Linked DNA regions of Mus musculus: all the other regions are linked to region 6. The links are chromatin contacts, called in public Hi-C, HiChIP or PLAC-seq and promoter capture Hi-C maps. All regions are on one chromosome and are shown on one strand. The core of a region is the stretch at or near the end of the contact, and the rest is flanking DNA. Distances in the headings are between cores, read along the strand shown.

Region 1 (2,700 bases), core at 51-2,550, 590 kb after region 6:
AGCATTCACAGGGCTAAGGCAGAAGGGCACAGTGTTTAAGACCAGTCAACTTAGACTGTCTCATGAACCTCTGTCTCACAAGCAGCTAGCCAACTCTCTCAGGACCCCCTGTGAAGGTGTGTGCACAGTCAAGTTTGAGAAACCCAAAGTGAAGCAGGAAGTAGAGGCACACAGCTGTGGTTCTGAGAGGGGAGCCAGGCTGTGGCAATTTTCTAGGTCTTTGACATAAAACTCTCATGAGCCATTTGCCTCACAAAGTGCATGCAGCCCTCCTGAGCACAGACCCTGTCGACAGACATCTCTGGCTTCCCAGATCAACTGCCGGAATTGCTGTTTAACAATGAATGATTAGTCAATCGTGCATGACAACTTCATCCATAAGACAGGAGCCGTACCACTTTTCTTCCATGGAAGAAGCAAGAATCAAACTGATTAACCCTTGTTTCTTCATGCGGCACATGCACTTAGCAAAGGGCCGTGTGTGTGTGTGTGTGTGTGTGTGTGTGTGTGTGTGTGTGTGTGTGCTTGCGCGCGCGCGCACGAGCACGAGCATGCATGTTGTTTATGTGCTCTCAATTATTTACCAATTCTATCCTACCTTACTTCCCCAAAAGGATGAACTAGTAGGAATCTCTTGGCCACTTCCAAAAGACTGGAAATTACAAAGTGTCTCAAAGATACTAAGCTGGGATGAACCTGAGTCTAACCCTCCCGTCTCCCCCAAACCAAGAGAGGCACTATCTCTGCTCATTCCTTGTGTTAGTTCTTAGCATTGCTAAGTTTACAGTCAGATGGGCTTATTTTCCACGACAGACAGAACTCTTCTCTCAGTTGATGAGATCAACCCAACTGATTTCCTTTGCATGTCTCCTGAACTGTCTCCCCGCACCTGAGTCCCCAGCCCTTGTCCCCACTTCCTAACGGTATCGCCAACAGTTCCTTGAATCTTCTAGCCACTGAGGCACCAGCTGCACTGGGCAAGACTGTGAACCTTGCAATGGCCTGGGAAAGCACCGCCCTTTCATTCCCCTACTCACCAGCTAGGAGGCTGAGGCACAGGATGCCCCAGAAAGTGTTCCACCGCATCCTCTCAGAATGCTCTCTCTACCAAGATGGCGGACGCAGCCAGCTCATTACTTCTGAAAAAGAAACAGATGAGGTTTTCAACACAGTGGCTGCATGCAAAGACCCTGGATCATTGGTTGCCATAGTAGGATGAAGGAGAGTGGGGGGCACTTCACAAGGAGAGACTTACCATTTCTGAAGAAGGCACCAGACGCAGACAGGGGAGGCAGGTGTCTGAACCCCACACAGGAAGTGTAGAGGGGACTCAGGGCCCGCCTGCTCCACGTCACTTGGAAATGTTTGAGGCAGAAGCCTCCGCCTTGGTTAACTGAGGAAATCCGCGCCTCACAGCCTTCCCATAAGGATGAACAAGGGGGGCTCTAGCAAGCCCCCGAGAGTGCTGTGAAAAACACCTACTTGTGCCCTGTGCAAAGCACCTCCACACTGAGGGAGCCTTCCTTATGCATAACCCCTCCAGCGGAGGCAGGAAGACGTTGAAGCACTCAGTATCTGCCTTCTGTTATGGTGCCCTTGGGTCTGAGCAGCAGGATGGAGTGGAGCCGTCTCATTAATAATCTTCGAGGGGCTTGCTTTTCTTTTCTTTCTTTCTTTGAGACAGGATTTTTAGCATGTAGCCGTCCTGGCCTTTGATTGCACATGCTGGGCAGTTGCTGGACAATGAGAGAGTCACATAGCTCCTGTCTTTGTACTGACACTATGCTAGGGGCTTTACTCATGCACCCACTAGGGTAGCTTTTAGCATTATTATTTAAAATCTAGCATAAGTACTTCCTGAGTTATAAGCAACAATCTTTTTCTTTGTAAAAAACGCTTATTGACTTAGCTCTTTGATAATTTCATACAATTGTAACACACTTTCTGATGATTAATCTCCCTTTCTCGACAAGTCTTTTATTAAAAAGTTTTACGAAAAAAAAGTTTTACGTTATTTATTTACCTATTTATTATATGTGTATATGTGTGGGCATAGACTTGCCACAGCATGTGTGGAAGTCGAGGGTAGCTTGAGGGATTCTCTCTAACATGTGAGTCCCAGGTTTCAATTCAGGTCTTTAGGTTTTTAACCACAAACAACTTTATCTGTTGAGGTATCTCTCTGGCTCCGCTTCTTGATATATCTACTGGGTTTAACGAGAGTTAGCTGTGTGACAGTGGATTTGGAACTAACTACTGAAGGAGCCTGAAGAGCTCCTCAGTGGGTACAGGACTGAAGAAAACGGCTGCCTTTCTTTCTGAATCCATCTATAACCTATAGTTCAGTAGAAAGGCTTAGAGCCCCAGAAGTCCCGCCCCAATGCATGATTGACTGTTGATAAGCCCAGTTGCATGTGGATCCACTGCTGGCTGCCACAGCTACTAGAAGGCAGTGCTTCACAGCCCTTCTCCCTAGTTTCTACTCTTACATTCTTTTTGCCCACCCACATCTCCAGATAAGGGATAGTATCAGACTCAGTGCCCAGAGGGACCTCCCTCTTCTCAGATGGGAAGGGGAAGGAGGGGTGGGGGGAGCGGCTATCTGAGGGGCGGGGACTTGGAGGGGGGGCTTGGAGGAGGGGGGCTGAGATTGGGATGTAAAATGAGTAAATAAATTAATTAATGGAAATTACAAAATCT
Region 2 (2,858 bases), core at 317-2,816, 700 kb after region 6:
AGCTCTTCCCTGTGTGGAAGGCTCAGTCACAGCCATGTGGAATAAGGGGAGTGGGGTTGGGGGGAGGTCAGCCTCTTCCAAAGAGCTGGGTTTGAATCCTGGCTCTGATCTATCACCTGTACATTGGACCTAACGTTAAGATCAAATTGTGATTCCTCACTGTGGACAGATAAATGTGCACAGCTAAATAAATGATTGCTGTTTAAGGACCTGTGATACGCTTGGCTCTGTTCTCCTCTTTGCTTAGGGCCACTTCTCTCCTAACTTCTACTTGTGACAACCTGTATTCTCCCCTCCTTCGAAATAACAAGTTTCAAACATACACCAAAGCCAAGGGAAGTGTGCCCCAGGCACCACCAATCATCTGGGACCATCAGCTACATTACCCACGGGTGTTAAAAACACAGACACTATCTTTATGATACCCGGCAGCATTAGACGTTATTTGTTGACATAATCAACGTCCAGTTTACATTCGCTCCCTGCTCCCCTTGTCTCAAAACCTGTTCCTTTCCTTGTTGATTTGTTTGAATCCGGGTCCCTCAGAGGTCCATGCTCTATTCTCTTGTAAAAGTCTCTTAGGCATTTGTGCATCAGCCTTCTCTGACAAGTTCTGTATTCTGCGGAAATGCTAGAGCAATGAGGAAGTCATTACTTTCCAAGAGCCTCCTGCCCACTTCGCTGAACCCAAACAACAAAAGGCAACTCTTTCCTGGGTGTTTACATCTATGTACGTACGTATGTACGTACGTACGTATGTATGATCTATCTATTCTCTTGCCCCTCCCCGTGTGTGTGTGTGTGTGTGTGTGTGTGTGTGTTGGGGAGAGACAGAGAGAGACAGACAGACAAACAGAGAGACAGAGAGAGAGCATGTAGCATGAGTATACAGGTGCCACTAATGTGTTGAGGTTAGACCATAACTTGCAGGGATCAGTTCTCTCCTTCTGCTGGGTGACCAGGTGTGTTCCCGGGGATCAAACTCAGGTCATCATGCTTGGCAGTGGCCACAAGCACTTTCCCCAGGGAATCAACTCACAGGCCTTTGGGGCGTATTCATATGATAAAAAGGACTTCCTTACAGCCCTTTGATAAAAACAGATGGCTCTAACAGTCTTTCTCTTTTTCCTTTTTTCTTTCTCTCCCTCCTTCCCTCCCTCTCTCCTTCTCTCCCCTCCTTCCTCCCCTCTCTTGCAAGGGTCTTGCTTTGGAGCCTAGGCTAGCTTTGGACTGCTATGAGTTCAAGGCAGTCCTGTCTCTGTTTCCCTAGTGCTAGGATTGCAGGCACGTGCCACCTCACCTAGAATTCTCTAACAATTTTCAAAGTCTAAAAATCATTTCAAATGCAGTAGGAAGGCAAAATTTGATTGAGCTCTGAGTTTAGAGGCTAAATTTTCTGGCAACTTAATTTCTTCCAGGAATATCTTTTTTATGCCCTCCCACCTGCTTTCTGAAATCCACCAACCACAATATTTACTCCATCCCCTTTTTTTTCTTCCTTTCCCTTATACACCACCCCCCTCTCTTTTTAGCAGCCACATACAAGTCGGCCATATTAGAGAGATGGAAATAAAGCTTCCTCAATGTTGCATATGTCTTTGAAGTACATCCGTGCATTTTCTTTTTTAGCATTTAACCATTCCTACCTTGTGGTCCTTGGTCCCTCAATCACCCTTTCCCACAGCCCACCCGCCTAACGTCACAGTCTCTGAAAATGCACAGGGATGCCTGGCTACCTCGCCCTGCCTTCAGTCTCACGGGGCTCAGTCTGTTTTTCTCTTTGGGTAAGTTAGAACCACATCTGCATGCTCCTAAGGGTCAGAAGTGCAGCTGCAGCGGAAAGAGGAGGGGGCGGGGGAGGGGGCAAGAGGGAAGGAGTGTGAGCCGCTTCCCTCTGTGTCCTTGGGAAGGGGCGTGCTGGGGATCTGGGACAGCTGGGACTGCCGGATGCTGGGCTTCTCCTTCCCAGAAATGTTGACTAGAGGGTGAGTGTTGCTCGGGGATGAAAATGGTCAAATTTATCAAGAGGTGGTTCATCCTGTAGATTTCCCTGAAGTGGACCCATGTGGGGGTGGGGCAGAGCTAGGCTGCTCTGCGGTCTCTTCAGGGATTTTTCTCTTCACCACCACCACCACCACCACCACCACCACCACCACCACCACCACCACCATCATCATCATGTTTTCATTTTCAGTTACTTCCCAAGAGATCTCATAGGAGTTGCTGGCTTCTTTAAAAGTCTCATTTGTGAGCCCGTTCCCTGGGATCTGGTGGATTTAAAGGAGATCGCGTTCTCGAGAGTTGGGGGCAGAGAGTTGAGCCTATCCCACCAATTTGTTGGGATGCGTGTGGGAGGAGGTGGGTATCAGGCTTAAGGACCAGCTCCGGGTTGGCAGGAGAGGCACCAGAGTAGCTGCTACCGAGGCAGGCACCCCTGGTGTGAACCAGATGGAATGGATGAGGTCAGGTGCCCAGGATCCTGGGAAAAGGAGCAAACTGTAAGTGGAACCTAGGGAGAGTTCCTTTAAAACCAGTCTCCGTGGTCCAGCCCAACCTTGCAGACCACCCTGTCGTAAGGTCCCAAAGCCAATTTCATAGCTGAACACCTAGAGACCTCGTACTAGGCAGGTATGTTAGGAGGCTATTTGTAGGCCTGCTTCCCGACTCTACCCCACCCCACAACCCATAAGGTCTCACTTTGTAGTCTTGGCTGATCTCGAACTTTCAGTGATTCTCCTGTCTCTTTCTCTTCCTGGGTGATGGGATTACAGACAAGTGCCACCATGCTGGGCTCTAAACCTGCCTTGTGGACAGTTTTACTCTCACTCTTAAAATTCTCTCTGTAGTGCCTGAGGGTC
Region 3 (2,700 bases), core at 113-2,612, 640 kb after region 6:
ATATTTCATATTTGTAATGAAGTAGTTAAAAACTCACAGAGAATGTCTCCAGGGAACTTGCAGCTTGTGTCTTGTTTGAATACTCATGGGATATCAGGTTCTTGTTCAGTGTCTCCTTCCTAAGAGTACTTTTGTACTGTAACTTATTTTTTATTATGCATGAATCACTGTGTAAATAAACCCTTAGTAATAAAGAACTATGATTTTTATTATTTGCTTACAAACAAATCTGCAAAATTCACAACAGCAGTTAATGGAAAACAAGGGAAGATGTTTAACTTTGCTCAAGTTTTCTTGGTAGATAGTAGAGTTAGACACGCAGAGCAATCATTAATTGATGAAATTAATTTCTAGTAGTTTTATATTTCTATAGGCTTCACATATTGCTTTGGAGGACTGGGAAATGGGCAAAATGATAGCACACATTTGGAAGACTCATTTCTTGGACCTAACCCTAATCTGAGTCTTACGACTGAAGTCCAGGTTGTCCTTAGTTCTTCTGCCCCAGTCTTGCAGATCTTGGATTTACAGGCTTTTGCCATCCTACCTGACTTAGTTTGGGAACTTTAGAAACAAGGATATTTGTTTTTCTACTCTTGATTCTTCTCATAGAAAAAACTACCGGCTTCCAAGTCTAGTAAAGTATGCCAATGGAAAATGTCAGCTATGAAATATTTCCAAAAGCTGAGGCTTTTTATTCCCTTTTACTTTCATTAACCATGGCGGGTCCAGGAGAATTGAGTGATTACACCAGTAAAGCGGGGTCCTTTCCACCCTTTCTTTCAGAGCATGTTAGACTGTCTCATTCCACGTCAAGTACCGTGATAATGATATCCTTACTTTTAAAATGCAAAGATACACAAACCCAAGTTCCTCCTCTCCTTTAATACACACTGTAATGATTTCATCATCACTGTCACTGCAGTAATTTAATAAACATCCAATTCTGAATGATGTAATGGCTACATTAAAAGGTACACAAATGACGACGCTTGCACGTATTTACCAAAGGACCCAAAAAAGATATATTTATTCTGATCTTGGATGGTCGCCTACGTTTTCCTGAACTTCAAATGTATGAGAATCTTTTGTGAGGGTTCAACTTAGATATTCTAGAGAGATAACTTCTGGATTACAGTCGGAGGATCGAGCCTGGTTCCCTGGAATTCCATAAAAATAGAACTGTTTTTTCAGTCTGTAGCCAATCTGAAGCAGAAGAGCGCAATCAGATCCTCCTGAGAGTCAAAGAACCGCTGATGAGGGTAACCGGGTACGATTCTAGTAACAATCCTTGTCCCTGATTGAGGTTGGGTCCGGGACGGCTCTTTCAAAGGTGACTCCCGACATGACGTCACTTCCGGCACCACCTGCATGGTCCCCGGGAGGCGTAAAGAGGGTGTGTAAGTATCGGAAGAGCTGTCGGGATGCAGCTGGCAAGAGGAACAGTAGGAGGCCGTGGCTGCGCTCTCTTTCCACTGCTGAGCATCCTAGTCGTCCAGGGTGAGTGCGCCAGCTGGCTGGACTCCACTTCCGGCAGGGGGCGGGGGGGTCAGGAAAGATGGTCGCTTTTCCGGTTCCGGGTTGGGGGGTCTCAGAAAAGCCCCCGCTCGGCTTCTGCGAAGGAAGGAAGGAAGGAAGGGAAGGAGGGGGTGTGGGATGGTTTTCTTTCCCGGCTAGCACCTCCCACTGCGGAGAGTTGGTTCCCCTCAGCTCTCAGAGCCCGACCACCTTGTGAGACTTGACACCGCCTTGATGATGCCTTGACGAAACCACAGCGAGCACAGGCTTGGCGGACACTCACTGCTCTTGTGAGATTCTCTGTGCTTGTCTGCCAGGGTTCTGAGTTGCTGTTACACCCTGGTCGGAAACCGGGCAATTCGTGTTCCAGTTATTTTGAGAGACACAATCAGGGCTAGGGAAAAAAAGGAAAAAAAAAAAAAAAAAGAAAAGAAAGGAAGAAAGAAGAAGAAGAGGAAAAAAGGAAAATCATGACTTAGTGATTTTATTTCAGGGGCTTTTAAATAAAACATTTTAGACAAGAGTTATAGTGTGATTTTTCTTATAGCAGGCATATTGCTGAAGAAAAGGCACCTTAGGACTTTCTAAACATTCTGAAGTATAAGAAAAGTCATAGCCATTCTTCTGAAACTTGAATCTTTTAACTATTGTCAGTACAGTGTTGCCATAATGACACTATTGTAAGGTTTGGATAATTTTACTTTCATGCTATTCCAATTTCTAAATTTCAATCCAAACTAATTAGCTTCATTTTGAAATGCGAATATTCTCTTGATTAGTGTGTGTGTGTGTGTGTGTGTGTCTTCCTAAGAAATGGAATACTGGTATAGCTAGCATTAGAATGAATTGTTGTATTGTAGCATTTCTCTGAAAATAATGGACATTTCTGAAAGGGGTCTTTAATATTGTGTAAGTATTAGGTGGCTGAGTCTCATCAGGTAAGATGAGGAGGTTTTTGTTTATCTGGTGACTAATCTGCATGTTGCCAGCACACTCCCTGATCCCTCCCAGCTACCTATGTCATCATAAATGTCCAGTTTTCCCTCTGAGTTCTTTTTACAACAGAGCCAGGCCTACTGTCACCTCATATAAACTCATATATATATATATATATGCATACATACACACACACACAGCAGGGCTGTGGAGGGAGAAATGTCCACATATTGTCCCAATGAGAAA
Region 4 (2,895 bases), core at 225-2,724, 530 kb after region 6:
TCATGCAACCTGCCCCCAAGAAAGCAGAAGAGACTAGGTCAGGGAGGCCCATGTGGGGGCAGTGTAGTATAGACCACACTGAAAAGCAAATCCTTGTTTGTTTTTTATAGTGTTCTATACTTGTAGAAAGTTGCAGGGTCAATGACACAGAAGGTACTCACAAAAGTTACCAGCTGGTCAGACGCAAGGTGCACTGTTCTCAGAAAATGTTACCATATGCACAACAAATCTGAAGCTAATTATGCAGAGTGAGTGGCCTCTCACAGGAGCAGGGTGCAGAGTGTGTGGTTATTATGGAAAACAGACATTTTAATGATGCAGAGTATGAGCAGCCCAGTACAAGCTTTAGAGTACATTGGTGAGGTCAGAGGATAATCTTTGCACAGTGAGAAAACTATGTAGGTGAAAAAGACTTGATTCTAACAACCACACCTAGAGCAGCCATATTCAGGCACACAACCTAAGAGCATCGCCCAGCCTTCTGAAGAATAAGATAATTATTCTTCACAAAATTTCACTCTAATATTGAAAAGAAGACCTAGAACTAAAAGCTACTGACAACTGGTTCTACATGTACAATCCTAAATCACTTCCTTGGATCTTGCAGACAGCTACTAGGGTGACAGTAGGAAACTAGATGCCAGGCATTTCTAGATCTGAATTTAGATTGTTGAGCAGATCAAGCACATGTTGAACTTCTGTGACATTTAAAATGTCAACAACAGGGCAGAAACACTGTCTAATAAAGACATTTTCATCCCCCTCCCCCATGAATTTTCTGCTGGAGGAGTTGAAAAAACAAAACAAAAAACCCCAAAACCTTACATTAATTTAAGTATCCTGAGAATGCATTAAAAAAATCAGTATTCCAGGCCAGGCATGTGATACACACTGTTACACTGTTAATCTCAGCACTCAAGAGGTAGAGGCAGTCTGGTCTACAGAGTGCGTTCCAGGATAGCCAAAGCTACACAGAGAAACCCTGTCTTGAACGAAAGAACAAACAAACAAATAAACAAAAAACTATCAGTATTCCTGGGTCTGGGGCGATGGCTCAACTGATAAACTGCTTGCATATGCGAGCAAGGGGACCTGTGTTTAGATCCCCAGCACCCATGTAAACACGAGTGTGCTGGTGTGCCCTGCGGTCCTAATGCCGGGACACAGAAACAGGAGGATCCTGGAGTCTTGCTCAATCAGTGAGCTCAAGGTTCAGTGAAAGATCCTCTCTCAAAAGATACGGTGGGGGAGCATCTGAGAAAGCCACCTGACCCCAATCTCTGGCTTCTAAATCACACCTGAGCATGGGTGCCCTGTTCCCACCAATTAAAAAAAAACCCCAGTATTCATAATACTCTTTCTACAGATGAGATGTAGGAGTTGTTATTTCTCCTCCTTATCCTGGAAACCATTCTCTGCTCAACAAAGGGAAAAACTGTGGAGTGGCATATGGCTGGTTTGCTAGAAATGGATGCTTCCGGAACGTCTACACAAGCTCTCAGCCTTCCTGTCTTTAGAAGCAGTCCTCTCAGGTCCGCAGCTCTTATGTGCTCGGATTGTCTATCTGGAGTCCCTTACACCAGTCTCTCAACTTATGAAAGTTTGTCTCTTGTCTTTCTTTGGACATCAGAAGTAATAACTCAATGGTAAAGAGTGAAATGTAAAATGACAGTAATTAGATTTTCCTAGATAATAACAAAAAGGCAGGGATTGAAAAGTTGGCAAAATGTGGAGAAAATATTAGTACAATGTTAATTTTAAAGAGAGATTTAAAAAAAAAAAACCCTGTAAGTAATCCGTACAAAGTGGACTCAGGTAAATTTAAACCAGTGCATGTGACTTCCCTGTGCCATCCTAACAGGGCTCTTCAGACTCACTGCCCACCTTCAAGCTGTCAACACAACTAACGGGACCATTCTTTTCCAAGACATCAAAGGAGTTACCTGTGAAATCCCAAGTACAAGGTATACTCTGTCAGGGCCAGGTTCTCCGTCACAAGGTTGTAGCTCTGGGGGAACGTTGGCTCCTGCACAGCTGGGATCAGACAGGTCTCCTTGTCCAAACCTCGAAGAAGCAAAAGGAATGGTGATGGACTGCTCTCCACAGACATCGGTCTTGGGCTCCACTCTCCCTCAGCCTCCATATTTCTACAATATCTTCCTTGTAACATATCTCCAATGACTTCCTTGTCTAAAAACACTTTCTGGCTTCCTGATATCTACAGAAACAGCTAAATCTCTTTTGCTGGACCAATGAAATCAGCAAAAAACCTAAACTGAGTGATAATACTGTATACTTTCCAAGTGATAGGCAATGGGACATTTTCCTCTTTCTGTCTGTCCGTCCGTCCGTCCTTCCTTCCTTCGAGACAGAGTCTCTGTGTAGCTCCGGTTTTCAAGGAACTTGCTCTGTCAACCAGCCAGGCCTCAAACTCACAAAGATTCACCTGTCTCTGTGTCTTGGTGGCTGAGATTAAAGGCATGGGCTACTATTACTTGGCTATTTCAACTTATTCTTTGCTTTTCAGTGTTTTAAGATAAATTATTTTTGTGCAGATATTGGTTTTGTTAATTTATAAGAGGCTAAAAAAAATGCCCCCAAACCTAGAAGGAAATCAGTCAAAACCAACAAGAGATTTGTTCTGAGTGACAGATCAGGGCCCACTCCTTTTCACTTCTCCATATTCACGTTTTCTCCAGTCCGGTGCCAGCTTTCTTCCTCCCACCCCACACTCTTCAGAGCCCAATCCTGTCCCTTGCTCTAACTACAAGGAACTTCTCACTATTCCTCAATCAATTCTTTCCATAGATTTTTTTTTCTAGATAGCCTCCAACTCCAAGACTACCTGCCTCTGCCTGTCAAGTCAGTGCGTGCTGCTGCTTCCACAGGCTGCCA
Region 5 (2,700 bases), core at 121-2,620, 550 kb after region 6:
CAAGGCTTTTGGATTTGATTCATTTTTAGTAAGTAACTTCACTTTACATACCTGCTGCAAAAGTCTACATCTCTAGGAAGTGTCAACCATTGGACCCATACAATTCTCTCATTTTCTCCTGACTCAAGCTTCTACTTATATAGAGTGCTGCTAATCCTTTAAGGCCACTACTGGCTCCTGAGAGCATACAGATATTTTAAGATCATGTCCAATCCAGTTTTAAAGTAGAACTATTGGTAACACTGAAAAACAGATTGCTATAGCCAAGTTCTATGGCTAAGGTGGGGTTGGGTGTAGCTCTGTTCTAGAGCACTTAGTATGCACCAGGGCTTAGTTTATAACCCCAGCAACTCCCTACCCCAAGCCCAAATTACACTGTATTAAATTGTACTCCATAAAGTCTCTATTTTGGAATTTAAAAATGTTCCCAAAGTAACATGTCTACCTGGAAATACCTTCAGTGTTACATTAGGTGTCGTAACAAAAATCCTTGCAATACGTTTATCTGCAAGCTAGGATCTCATCAAGTGAAGCACATACACGTCCGAAAACAAAAAAAGAACACAACACAACAAACAAAACCGTCTCTAACAAACCCTGGCATTTCATCTTGGGCCCCATTTTATGTCTCTGGGACCAAAAAAGTCAATGACATTGAGACTTAACCCATTCTTGCTCTAGGAGACAAAAAAGAATCCTAAAAGGAACAATACTAAACACAAAACGTCTGACTCTATGGTCAATCTGAGAAATGTTTTCTCGACCAAGAAAAACTCGAGCAGAATCCAAAGAGCTACAGCTGGGAAGCCGTCACTCGCTTTAAAAGTCAACCTCTTGCTACACGCACCCTACTGGTTTGATTGCTATGAGTCGAGCTTCATTTTGTCTCCTTGGCATCTGGCACTGTCGTTCACTCTTCGTATTTTATCCTTTGGGGTTCAGTAACATTCATAGGCAGCAGGGAGACCCACCCACCCTGCGCAGGTCCTAGATAAAATAAGTCAAAAGACAGCCACAGCCCACACTCGGGCCTTTCCTAGCAGGGACTTGGCAAAGAAGAAGGGAATGTGCAGAGCCACCGGACGCCGGAGCACCGTAAGGGTTTCCAGATTAGACAGGGTCGAAGTTCAAGACGGACCCGGGTCAGGCAAGCAGTTGAGAACAGCAGGCATGCAGGGGCCTTGACTGGCAATTGCTTAGGAGAAAACCGGGTCGCAGCCTCAACACTCTCGTCCTCTTATACCTTGCCTCTTACCGGAGCCTGAAAGGGCAGGGACGACGACACCTCACAGCTACAGCGACCAAAAGGTTCTTACTTCCGACTCAGCAAGGCAACCGGAGCTGACATCATCGCTGAGCGCCGAGCCTGTTGGGTCTTTACCCCGCGCCGGAAGTAGGGCGGTGTCGGGCTTCGCTAATGACAGAGAAAACACCGAGGAGGCGCATGCGCACGTTTGCTGGCAGCTAGCGAGGGTGGGGGGCGGGCCGGAAGTGGCTTTGGGATTGGGCTAGGCAGCAGGGCGGGGCGGGGCAGGGTTGGCTATGACTGCGTGCTTTGAAGTTTTGTGGAATATGAAGCTAGACCTTGGAAATCCATCTCTTGAGGGCAGATACACTATTGTGGTGTCGGGCTCTGCACAGACTGTGACTTTTTGCTTTTTACGCTCCCTTCTGTCCTATGGCTTTTTGGAGCCGTTTCACTCGTTGTGGCTTAGAAGCAGTAACAATACCAACAAGGACAATGTATAAGACGTTTTGAGCAGGTATTAGGTGCCAGGCAGCGCGCTATTTTGGGTTGGTCTTAGATTTATCTATACAATGCTAACAGTATACAGCCTACAAGTCTGGTTAATTTTTAGTTTTTAATTTTGAAAAATATTTATGAGCATTGATTGGTGTTTTGCCTGTATGTATGTCTGTGTGAGGGTGTCAGATTCCCTGGATATGGAGTTACAGACAGTTGTGAGCTGCAATGTGGGTGCTAGGAATTGAATCTGGGTCGTCTGAGCCATTTCTCCAGCCTTGGTTCTTAGTTTTAGTAAGGAAAATGAAAATTAAAACTGTAGTGAGTGGGACACCGTGGGGCATGCTGTAATTCTAGCACTTGGTACATAGAGACAGGAGAATTGAGCATCCGAAGTCATCCTCTGCTATTCAGTGAGTTTGGACTAACCTAGGGTTACTTCAAACCAACCATCCAACCAACCAAAACCCTACCCTATTCTGAGATACCCCTTAAAAAAAATTATATTGGCACAGCTCAATACCTCAGCAAGAGATTGGTAGCATACATGCATAGGAGTACCAGGCACTTCTTTGCTGTACTTGATAGTGTATATCTATATAACTGCTATGAAGTGAGATTTAGTTTAATAAAATTACATGTTCAGATATTTTTCAATGATATCTTTTATTCTTATTTGTTACTAATACTTTACATATATTCTAAGTGACATTTATTGTTAAAGCTAGACCAAATCCCTAACAATGACCTACAAATAATGAGACAGGAGACAATCTTGTCTTAGACATGACCTCCCAAATGCAACAAAATCTATAAAATGGAATTTATCAAAAAGACTTTTGCATTTCAAAAGTCACCATTAAGAAAGTGAGGTTGGGGCAAAGATTAATATTATGTGTTGTGTAAAAAGCCATTGCTCTGAGCTGAAGAGATGACTCAGCGGTTAAGAGCACCGC
Region 6 (2,700 bases), core at 134-2,633:
TGTTTTGAGATAAGGTTCTGTCTGTAGCCTCAACTGGCTTTGGCTGCTCAAGGATCCATTCTTTGCTTCCCTAGTCCTGGGGTTACATATGTGGACCATCACACTCCCTCAGAACTCCCCAATTTAAAGAAGCTCTCGTGGGGCTGGTGAGATGGCTCACCCGACTGCTCTTCCGAAGGTCCGGAGTTCAAATCCCAGCAACCACATGTTGGCTCACAACCATCCGTAACGAGATCTGACTCCCTCTTCTGGAGTGTCTGAAGACAGCTACAGTGTACTTACATATAATAAATAAATAAATAAATAAATCTAAAAAAAAAAAAAAAAAAAAAAAAGAATGGCATAAAAAAAACCACTTTAAAAAAAAAAAAAAGAAGCTCTTGTGCCTGACAAAGACCTGGATAACTCACGAACACGTAACTCACCGTGCATAATCCTGGGGGGAGATCAGAAACTTCTCTTTCATCTGGGCATTGGCCTTGTTCTCCCACCAGAATTTGTTGGTGGCTTTCTTGTGCTCTGGGCTGAGAATGGAGAGAAAGAGTAATCGTAGCTAGTCATTAAGAGAGTAAAACTGTACCGAATGTCAGAGCACTAGGTAAGTAATGCAGATTGGCCATTGGGTTGCTTCTGTGGGCTTGGCAGAGAGAAGAGGATTGTTTATACCAACCTCTTCAAGACCTCTATCTTGGGACTCCTTTCTTCCAATAAAGTGTGTGGTGGTGGTGAGAGGAGAGCAACCTGGCTTTTCTAGAAAGATCACCCACACCACTGGGACCGTGGAAGGGCTAAGATCCACTAAACTCCACGGTTGGCCAGGTAGTTCAGTCCATAACCCAACTAAGTCACAAAGTCGACCTTCCTTCTCCCCAATTTCAACTTCCCATGCCACACGTGTGTACAACTCTCTGTCTGTACGGGGGAGGTGGGTGTTTTCCAGTTGTCACCTGGCCAGATGTTCCAGCAGACCCCCGTGTAGCACTGTCAGGTTGCCATGGCTCAGGTGTTTTCGCACTTCGCAGCCACAGCACGGGCACCAACAGCACCGATCGTGCTCGGGGACATAGCGCTCCACCTGGGCGGCGCGGACGGCCCGGCGGGCGGCCTCCACCTGCAGGACAGAAGCCAGCTAGGACCCTGAAACCAGCCCACATTCCTGGCCTCCCCAGCCCCGGGTCCGCACCTGCGGTAGAAGCCGCTCCAGAGCCCCCTTCAACTGCCGCTGGTGCTTGTGGCTGTAGACGTGACCGCGACCACAGAAGAAAGTTTGCCGACACAGAGGACATCGCTGCGGTGGCGCCATAGACCCAGGACCCGGGAACACCCACACAGCGGCGGCTCGTCACCACCCACTGACCCCTGACCCTTCCGGGCCGGACGGGGCGGGGCGACCTAGGAGCTCCCGGTTCCCCTAGAGGCAGTAGGCGCTATTGCAATCCGTTCTGCGGCTGCGCGGAATATTCACTCCGGGCCCCCACCTCCCACGCACCCGCAGAAAACCCGGCAGCTTGTGAAAGAACGAGAAAGAATGCACGCCAGTTAGGACCTCAGATCGCACACTTTCAGGCGTTGACAAAGACCCAGTTTAGCGTAACAACGCAGAACTGGTAATTTCAGGGCGCACACTGTGACCCCGTGCTTTGTGCTAATGACCTCACCGAATCCTCACGTCGATGCTTTGTGGTGTGAGATTATTGGCATTTTACACATGGGAAAAAAAAAATCTACTCCTGAAGAAATGAGGACCTCTGAGGAAAGCTAGAGAGGTGTATTAAGCAGCCCCTCCAGCTTCCCTGAGACCTGCAGGGGTCTAAGTCACTGTGATATTCTTTTTTTTTTTTTGGTTTTTCGAGGAAGGGTCCTGGAGCTCACTTTGTAGACCAGTCTGGCCTCGAAATCAGAAATCCGCCTGGCTCTGCCTCCCAAGTGCTGGGGTTAAAGGCGTGTGCCACCACTGCCCGGCAGACTGTGATATTCTTAATTTTCAAAGGTGTTCTGCACAAGAATATTCTCTGTAAGTCATTTCTCCGAGCATTGGCTGGGAAATCTAATTCTGAAAACTTGAATGGTTACAGTGAATCATGCTCTATCGCCATTACAAGAATAATGTCATACGCCGCCCAGGTCAGACCCAATATGTTTTTCCCCATTTGTTCCAAAGTTGCTCAAAGCAGTCTGCTCCCAAGGTCTCTGCAATTAAGCTTACTTGATAGTATTTTCCTGCCAGTCTCCTCTACCAAATGCTCATTTCCCACCTGAACTTGGCTTGTGTGAAACAAAACCCAGCATCTTTACAATTAAGTTCCTTGAGTGGCCAGGTTTCCAGCGCCTGCATATACAGGTAGTCAAGCCCCACCCGGCAGGAAGGAAAAAAAAATCCTGTATTAGGCTTCAAAATCCTACCAATCCCTGAGTTTGTCCCAAAAAAATCAGACTATAGAATTCCACCAATCACTGAGTTTACCCTAAAAACATGCCACAGAATTCCACCAATCACTGAGCTTGCTCCTAGAGCAGGTCACAAAATTCCACCAATCCAGGAGTTTGCCCAAGATCAGACCATAAAATCCCACCAATCAAAAACTACCCTGGAAAGTGCCCCGCCAATCCCATTCTATATTATGCTTGCCTCGTATGTGGTTCCTTGCTGCTTTTTGCCTGGGTAGAGACGATCTTTTTCTTGTATCTTTCCCAATGCAT

The links. Promoter capture Hi-C pulls out the DNA fragments that hold promoters and counts their contacts. A called contact is a pair of places that touch in the nucleus more often than the background predicts. HiChIP or PLAC-seq counts read pairs in DNA pulled down with a chosen protein or histone mark. Capture Hi-C pulls out chosen DNA fragments and counts their contacts.
Region 1: a Hi-C map of regulatory T cells shows a contact between it and region 6, with 4 times the contacts expected there. The contact joins the promoter of Cd3e here to the promoter of Ccdc84 in region 6.
Region 2: a contact with region 6 is called in a promoter capture Hi-C map of neutrophils, with 2.4 times the contacts expected there. The contact joins the promoter of Scn2b here to the promoter of Ccdc84 in region 6. A contact is called at or near these places in 4 of 39 promoter capture datasets (hippocampal neurons, liver, neutrophils and 1 more).
Region 3: an H3K27ac HiChIP or PLAC-seq map of extraembryonic endoderm stem cells shows a contact between it and region 6, with 2.8 times the contacts expected there. The contact joins the promoter of Mpzl3 here to the promoter of Ccdc84 in region 6. A contact is called at or near these places in 1 of 484 Hi-C or Micro-C datasets (pancreatic cancer cells) and 1 of 115 datasets of contacts at active chromatin or transcription factors (extraembryonic endoderm stem cells).
Region 4: a contact with region 6 is called in a promoter capture Hi-C map of hippocampal neurons, with 2.8 times the contacts expected there. The contact joins the enhancer-like site here to the promoter of Ccdc84 in region 6. A contact is called at or near these places in 6 of 39 promoter capture datasets (the 3T3-L1 cell line, hematopoietic stem and progenitor cells, hippocampal neurons and 1 more), 2 of 115 datasets of contacts at active chromatin or transcription factors (T-cell acute lymphoblastic leukemia and extraembryonic endoderm stem cells) and 2 of 9 other capture datasets (adipose tissue and pancreatic islet).
Region 5: a promoter capture Hi-C map of liver shows a contact between it and region 6, with 4 times the contacts expected there. The contact joins the promoter of Ube4a here to the promoter of Ccdc84 in region 6. A contact is called at or near these places in 9 of 39 promoter capture datasets (the 3T3-L1 cell line, the HPC-7 cell line, erythroid cells and 4 more), 1 of 484 Hi-C or Micro-C datasets (LSK cells), 3 of 115 datasets of contacts at active chromatin or transcription factors (T-cell acute lymphoblastic leukemia, astrocytes and extraembryonic endoderm stem cells) and 2 of 9 other capture datasets (adipose tissue and liver).

What each region holds. Positions count from the first base shown.
Region 1 is chr9:45,008,311-45,011,010 of GRCm38.p6, forward strand. Cd3e (CD3 antigen, epsilon polypeptide) reads right to left here and starts at 1,301. Exons shown (of 8, transcript NM_007648.5): 1 at 1,256-1,301; 2 at 1,038-1,139. The coding sequence starts at 1,086.
Region 2 is chr9:45,116,310-45,119,167 of GRCm38.p6, forward strand. It overlaps Scn2b (sodium channel, voltage-gated, type II, beta), which reads left to right and starts at 1,567. Exons shown (of 4, transcript NM_001014761.2): 1 at 1,567-1,784. The coding sequence starts at 1,715. All of the region lies in intron 1 of Gm10684 (predicted gene 10684), which reads right to left.
Region 3 is chr9:45,053,819-45,056,518 of GRCm38.p6, forward strand. Mpzl3 (myelin protein zero-like 3) reads left to right here and starts at 1,363. Exons shown (of 6, transcript NM_001093749.3): 1 at 1,363-1,500. The coding sequence starts at 1,425. Mpzl2 (myelin protein zero-like 2) reads left to right here. Exons shown (of 6, transcript NM_007962.4): 6 at 1-225.
Region 4 is chr9:44,942,862-44,945,756 of GRCm38.p6, forward strand. Ube4a (ubiquitination factor E4A) reads right to left here. Exons shown (of 21, transcript NM_001346698.1): 11 at 1,944-2,064; 12 at 1-9. Among named protein-coding and RNA genes, the nearest start is that of Ube4a, 21 kb to the right of the region's middle. Within about 2 kb of position 1,475, at least 2 of the 459 cell types and tissues checked have an H3K27ac peak or open chromatin away from gene starts, as enhancers often do. A contact at or near this core is called in hippocampal neurons, where this site is marked.
Region 5 is chr9:44,964,230-44,966,929 of GRCm38.p6, forward strand. It overlaps Ube4a (ubiquitination factor E4A), which reads right to left and starts at 1,371. Exons shown (of 21, transcript NM_001346698.1): 1 at 1,256-1,371.
Region 6 is chr9:44,416,686-44,419,385 of GRCm38.p6, forward strand. Ccdc84 (coiled-coil domain containing 84) reads right to left here and starts at 1,384. Exons shown (of 11, transcript NM_201372.4): 1 at 1,184-1,384; 2 at 948-1,111; 3 at 426-524. The coding sequence starts at 1,303.